Linked DNA regions of Salmo salar: region 2 is linked to region 1. A link is a contact called in public Hi-C data. All regions are on one chromosome and are shown on one strand. The core of a region is the stretch at or near the end of the contact, and the rest is flanking DNA. Distances in the headings are between cores, read along the strand shown.

Evidence for each region. Hi-C and Micro-C count contacts between places; a contact is called where the count stands out from the background.
Region 2: a Hi-C map of muscle shows a contact between it and region 1, with 5 times the contacts expected there. The contact joins the promoter of nme3 here to the promoter of amdhd2 in region 1. A contact is called at or near these places in 2 of 3 Hi-C or Micro-C datasets (gill and muscle).

Annotation. Positions count from the first base shown.
Region 1 is chrssa03:49,491,800-49,495,607 of Ssal_v3.1, forward strand. amdhd2 (amidohydrolase domain containing 2) reads right to left here and starts at 1,726. Exons shown (of 12, transcript XM_045714906.1): 1 at 1,443-1,726. LOC106600680 (a long non-coding RNA gene) reads left to right here and starts at 1,494. Exons shown (of 6, transcript XR_006769155.1): 1 at 1,494-1,745.
Region 2 is chrssa03:49,696,969-49,700,776 of Ssal_v3.1, forward strand. It overlaps nme3 (NME/NM23 nucleoside diphosphate kinase 3), which reads left to right and starts at 1,742. Exons shown (of 5, transcript NM_001141368.1): 1 at 1,742-1,885. The coding sequence starts at 1,843.

The sequences.
Region 1 (3,808 bases), core at 476-2,975:
ATATCACAAAATGTGTATTTGAAATCTTTTGGACATCAGAGCAACCTTAAGGGAATCTTATTCGAGTCAGAAAATTATGTTCATATGACAGAGAAGATATACAAAACCTTGCAGAGAGTATATCCAACTGACAATCTCTTAGAAAAAAAAATAATAAACTATTGGAACCAAGACTTAATAAAAAGAACTGATGTTGGCACAAGGTGGAGGGAAAGCTGGAGCATAACTAACTAAATTACAGTTTAAGAAAATCTACGCTTAATCCAGTATGAACGAATGTATAGAATTTATAATACAGAATTCTGAAATTCAATAGCACAACGGCAGTCATATCTTAAGTGTAAAACTATACTGACCAAAAATATACAAAAATAACATGTAAAGTGTTGGTCCCATGTTTAATGAGCTGAAGGAAAAGATCCCTGAAATCTTCCATTCGCACAAAAAGCTTATTTCTCGCAAATGTTGCGCATTTTTTTGGGCATCCCTGTTAGTGAGCATTTCTCCTTTGCCAAGACAATCTTGACAGGTGTGGCATATCAAGAAGCTGATTAAACAGCATGATCATTACACAGGTACACCTTGTGCTGGGGACAATAAAACACCACTAAAATGTGCAGTTTTGTCACACAACACAATGCCACAGATGTCTCAAGTTGAGGGCAATTGGCATGCTGACTGCAGGAAAATCAACCAGAGCTGTTGAATGTTCAATTCTCTACCATAAACTGCCTCCAAAGTCGTTTTAGAGAATTTGGCATTATGTCCAACTAGACTAAAAACCACAGACCATGTGTAACCACACCAGCACAGGAGCTCCACATTCGGTTTCTTCACCTGCGGGATCATCAGCTACCAGCTACCCAGACAGCTGATGAAACGGAGTATTTCGGTCTGTAATAAAGCCCTTTTGTGGGGAAAACGAATTCTGATTGGCTGAGCCGGGCTCCCAGTGGCTGGGCCTGGCTCCCAAGTCATGTGAAATCCATGGATTAGGTCCTAATGCATTTATTTCAATTGACTTATTTCCCTATATGTACTGTAACGCAGTAAAATCTTAATTGTTGCATTAATATTTTAGTTAAGTATATTTATATGATTCATACTTTCAGTTTTTCCGAACACAAGTCACTCGCGCACAAGATCGTGATTGCACATGCGCAGAACAAATATACCGCTGGAACGCCGATTAAGCTGTTTACATGTCGGAATAATTCGAAAGATTTCGGCGTACGCTTATTTCAATTTTGACCTTACACCGAGTAAGATAAGCAGAGTAAGGTTTTACATGACCATTTGCATAGTCGGCGTAAGCAGTTTAATATAGAATTATTATTATGCATGTAAACGTACATCAATGTCTTACATGAAAACGTTGGTATGATCTCAGCTGTAAACGAATAAGATAGCTCATCTTTCTTTTGAATAAATCGAATACTTGCCCCATAGAAGACAGTCAAGTCGCAGTCAGTGAGAATTCCAACAACTGTAGACGGATGGAATCATGTGAGAATGCTGCAGTCAGCTGATCAAAACAACGAACAGGACTCGCAGAAGCGAAATAGCTAGGATACACGTAACAAAGAACAATGATGTTTCAGCGGATGTATAAATCTGAAGCATCCGGTTAGCGTTTCCACTCGGAGCAAAGCTCTCGTAGTAACTTGCGGATAGGAGGGTCTGAGGACTGGCAGAGAGCGTTAGCTCCAGAGGCGGCGGAGGATGGTGGTTGGAAGAGCGCCACGGTAGGTCTTGATAAAGAAGAACATCGAGGCTGCGTTTCAAACTCAACCTACGGTCCAAACACTTAAAAAGACACACCCTAAGTCCACTTACCCTCGCCATCTTAGTGGGTGGTCCAAATGATTAGCCAAGCAAGGGACGTTTGCAACGTAAGCCCCGCAGCCCTCGTTTTTAGTCGGCTTTGCGAGTGTACAATTATGTTCACTCCGGGGCCTGAAACTCCCCATAATTCAATTCGCGACGATTGTACAAGTGGCGTCACTACAGTCCCTGGTTCAAATCCAGGCTGTATCACATCTAGCCGTGATTGGGAGACCCATTGGGCGGCGCACAATTGGCCCAGCGTCGTCTGGGTTTGGCCGGGGTAGGCCGTCATTGTAAGTAAGAATTTGTTCTTAACTGGCTTGCCAAGTTAGATCAATTAAATACATTAATTTAATTAATTAAATAAAAATATTAAAAAGTCCGGGAAAACCTAAAAACAGCATCAATGGAGAAGTCAACATACAAGTGTAAGTATAAACGAATGCAAATAAGTTATCAATTGTGGTACTAATGCAAAAAGTAAACGCTTCTTTGTTTGGTTATCATTTTCCTTCAGAAGTTCCAGCTAGACATTCTAACGTTAGTTAGCTAATTAATTTGCTAGCTATCATACAGTGCAGTAGGCGAATATTAATAATCATATATTTAATAAGTAAACATGCACTCATAATTGACTGCAGCGCATATAAAGCATCCACAACCTACCGGTGCCTGAGAACACAATCATTGCAGGATGAACGAGTGACGAATTACCAAGGTAAAGTTGGTTTTATAGTCAAGTTTTTAATGTGCCATTGTTTTGTGAAATAAAAAGTGGTTATGTATTCAGACTCTAAAAATGTATTGCCAAGACCGATAGTTTCTTATGAATAGAAATGTAAAGTGTTTATGTATTCAGACTCTAAAAATGTATTGCCAAGACCGATAGTTTCTTACGAATAGAAATTAACAGACGTATCAACAGACGTTCGCCAAAAGCCATTTAAAATGGTAAAAATCAATAACTAATGAATTGATTACCACAGAAACAAACAAAAAAATAGATATGATTTATTCTATAAATGTCTAGCATACTTTTACAACCTTTGTTTTGAATACAAATTCCAGTTTTGATTTGATAGAAATACATAGAATCTATCAAATGCCATTTAAAACTGTATAAATCAATAAGTAATTAATTGATTGTCACAGAAACATCAAACTATGTATTTATTCTATAAATGTCTAGCATACTTGTACAACCTTTTTGGCTAATCCAATTGTGGTTTCAGGGTGGGTGAAAACAGTTGGGTGCTATGGAATCAGTGAAGGTAACCAGAAGTGGTCTTGTGATAATTGTTTATGTTTCTGCTGGTCAGAGGTAGAGGCGCTCTGTGTTAAATGAATGGGGGCAAGAGATGTGAATTGTTTTGCGCTCAAGAAAATGGTGCTATTGAAAGGAGTGATTACTGGGGTAGGGGTAAATGTGTAAGTTGACCAACTGAAGGGGAAGATTCCCAGTGTTTGTGATGCTCGTCGTTTGGTGCAACGCAAACAGGATTTTTTTAAATTCCTTTTTTTTATTTAACCAGGTAGGCCATTTGAGAACAAGTTTTCATTTACAACTGCGACCTGGCCAAGATCGGATGGCGTGAGTGGTGAAACAGAAGAGTTGTCTGTTCTTTTGAGTTATGATGTTGAGTCTTTGCCCGACAAAATGATGTTAGGATATGTAAGTTATCCTGTACGAGCTTTTGTGATGAATACATTATATTGTTACAGGTGTCAAGCTTATGGGCATGTGGCAGCAGTGTGTAGGGGGGAGGTTCCTGGCTGTGAGAAGTGTGCAGAACGGCATGAGACAAAATAATGTGTAGCATTGGGAAAAGTAGTGGTATGTGTTAATTGTAGGGGTGCCCATGGGGCTGGTGATCAGAAGTGTCCTGTGCGAGAGAGGCAGGTTGAGGTTACCAGGGTTAGAGTAGTGTAGAAGTCATATGCTGAGGCAGTGAAGAAAGTAGAAGAAGATGGGTCAAGGGGG
Region 2 (3,808 bases), core at 492-2,991, 210 kb after region 1:
ACAATTAGCCATATCAGCTACAAAAATGTAGATTGTTAAGTTAGTCTAGCCAGTTATCTAAACTTCTAGTAATAATAGCCCGATACTGACTGGGCACGTGCCCAAGGGCCCTGACCTCCAGGAGGCCCCCAATGATTTTGTTAGTCACTCTCACTCAGATATGGTTAACATTGCATAAGTCTTAGCAAAATGTGCAGAATTGCAGCAAATTTACTGTAGTACTGCACCTTCTCGGCTCCATGGCAAAATTACTCTAATTGCATGAAATGTATTAAAAAAATTCTAAACTGCTCTCCACCCAATGGCAACATTTCCACAATTGAAATGTAAATAAATTCAACAATTTCCATTTCGCTCCTCCGTCAAGGGGGATGTAAACTTCTGACTTCAACTGCATATATATAAATATATATACACTGTATGATATATGGTAAACCATGAAATGTAGATTAAATATTTGTGAAATTAAAACTGCAGAGAAATACAGTATATATATATAATGTAGTGGAGTACTTTAAATACATTTATGTTAAGTAATTTACACCACTGGACTTGAAAGTAACACCTCAATTACCTCGACTAACTGGTTCCCCGGCACATTGACTCTGTACCGGTACTCCCTGTATATAGCCTCGCTGTTGTTATTTTACTGCTGCTTTTTTATTATTGTTAATTTTATGTATTATTTTTTACTTAACACGTACTTTTCTTAAAACTCAATTGTTGGTTAAGGGCTTGTAAGTAAGCATTTCATTGTAAGGTCTACACCTGTAGTATGTGGCGCATGTGACAAATTCAATTTGATTTGATCTGTTACACATGAAAACATGTTGTGAACCTGGTGTGATATTATTGAAACTATGCTGACACCTAGTGGACATCAAGTGGAACTACACCACACTATAACCCTAAAACAGATAGGATGCTTTACATACATTGCTATTTTTTATTAGACACTAATATACATGTCCAATAAACAGACATTCAAAAGTCGGAATGTAAAGCACAAACGACTGGAAAGTTCTTCAAAAGCAGCTGTAGTGAGTCAAGGATCTTGAGGTTACCTGAAATAGGTCAAAGCATATATTAAATTGAACTCAACAACATCTTCGACACAGACAGAAGTTACCTGCTATATTTGGGCAACAGGATTAACACAGAGAGAACTTGGCAAAATACAATGTATGTTTCTGTATTACGAGTAGGCTGGTATATACAGTATCATCGGTAACAATTGTGTACAAGCCACCTAGCTAATAAAATATTGGAGCTAGCAGTCATTAGTTAAGTTACATGTTAACCATAACGATAGCCTAATTGAGGCGCAGTAGAGTTCACTGGCCGAATGCCGACACACCGGAAATAATAACTAAAACATTAAACGAGAAATGGTGGAGGCTACCAGAATGAATTTTTCGGGAATAAACGTGGTGAATGAAACACGTAAATACATAGCACACTCCCTACCCGGTATCCAATTCCACCGCGATACAACTTTGTATGCGTTATTTGTTGGCAACCTTGTTATTTACGAAGATTTTGGAACAGATTCCTCTTGGAACGTTCCACAAATTATACCAACCAGGGTCAAATTAACATGTTTGGACTGCAGTCCTTGTCTCCATTGACAGTCCACGTTAATGCATGGCGGTATCTTATGAAGCTAGGAAGATGTTCGGTAACTTGGTGAAAGGTATCAGTAGCTTCACTCGGCTGAATTATGGCATGAATCACTCCACACAGTGCGCGTTCGCGCCCTACTTCCTGGCTGCCTTCCGAAGATACGTGAAGGTATAGGACTTTCTTCTCTATTTTCACTTTTTCCCCGTGGATGATGCAACGATGATTTTCCTCTTGACTATATTGGCAAGTGTTTTCCAAACAGGTTGGTTGCACTTATTATGGGTTTATATGACATTTCCTGAATTTCATAGTGTTGATTGAAGTTAAATGCATTGCATATGTTCGATACTGGTTTGCTTGCAGCAGACTGGCGGTAGTGGTTAGTATTCGCAGCTATAGTCATTCAAGTTTTCACCTGACACTGTAGGCCTACATAGTATGAACGTAGCAGAAGGTTCAGCGTTATTTTGCGAATGGAGTGGGACTCTATTGCCTTGTGACATTTGTGTGATCGTCGATCGATTGCTGTTCCGTAAGTTGCCAATATTGGAGGGCCAGGGTAGAAGTTCAAGCCGGTTTTAATCATAGCCGCTGTCACATTGGCTTTTTCATAGGCTACATTACCATTCAAATGCGTTGATAGCCTATTTATCGTCACAAGAAGTTGTCTTTATAGTGCTTTCCTATGTCTACGCTTCGGAGTTCTAATGCTGCATTCAAAACAACTGCGAACTCGGGAAAAGACGAGCTCCGATTGGGTAAAAGCCTCTTTCTAGAGCTCCGAATGTTCGAGCTGAAGATCACTGAGGTCATGATTTGACCTCGTTTTTCCCCGAGTTCCCAGTTCTCTTGAAAGCACCACAAGCAACAAAGCAAATGGGTTGTCACTAGTTACCACAGCCGCAAAGAAATAACCCCGCCAATTTCTTTAATTTATCTTCTTAAATTTTGATTGTCAACATAACCCTTAACCACACTGCTAACCTTATTCCTAACGTTAAATGAAGCACAATTTTGTTTTTTTGTACAGCCAATTCTGACTTTGTGGCTGTGGTAACTAGTGGAAACCGAGCAACGCTTTCACAAAAACCTGCACTGATCACGTGATCGTGCCAGCTGTACCCAGATAGGAAGAGGAAGGGAGTGGCCAAACTCGGCGGAAAATCTGTCTCCCTCCAGCAGGTGGTGTTGTTTTACTTAGCAAGCAAGGAGTTTTTGTATGGAGGTCAATGAGTGTGTCGAAATTTGGTCAACAAAAACTTAAATGGCTTATTTGGTCGAATAAGTGTTGTAATGCACACATTGTTTTGAGTGTACTGATATAAGTAGGACACGTGATATCCTGGCAACTTTGAGAAAAAACACTATCGGAATTGTCGCGAGATGGCTATGCATATTCATATCATGAGGCTAGTAGCATAGCATCTCTTCATTGGATACGGGCGGTTGACATCGACAACCCTCGTCGAATATTACAATGAGATGTGTCCACCAATCCAAAGAAACGATAGGCGGGAGCTAGTCAGCCTGCCGTTCTTCTTTGTGGACAATGACTCCAATTGTTAGGGCGGAGAGACATGTATTTTGTCAGTGTACCCATCATCTTTGCTGTAACATAGTTACAACGATTACATCACGGACACTGTATCCAGTTTCACTATTTGCCACAAAGTCAAAATTGTCTAGGCCTACAGTATATCAAAACAATTCATGAAAACAAAATTGTGCTTTTTGGTTTCATTTAAGGTTAGGCATAAGGTTAGTAGTGTGGTTAAGGTTAGGGTTATGTAATCAGATTTTAATAAGAGGAATTGTAGTAATATGCGGGGTTTAGCGCCGGTGACGCTAGCAATCTGATTGGTTGGTGGCACTCACACAAGAGCACCTCGGCGCAAGCAATTCTATGATATGGGACGAAGAAAACGGTCATTGCCTGTTCAGCAGGGGGAAAATGAGGATTTGGAGGCAAAACATGCACGAATTGAGGAATCTGATGGTAAGGTGCTATTTCATATTTCACGCAAGCCAAAAGGTATGGTTTACAAGCAACACTTTATCGAAGGTGTGGGGGTGTGTGTAATCCGACACCTGCTCAGCTCAACAGTTAACTAAATCCTCTCTAGAACATATTAAATTGGCCATGAGATATTGTAGTAATAGATGTGATATTTTATTGCTTGTACTT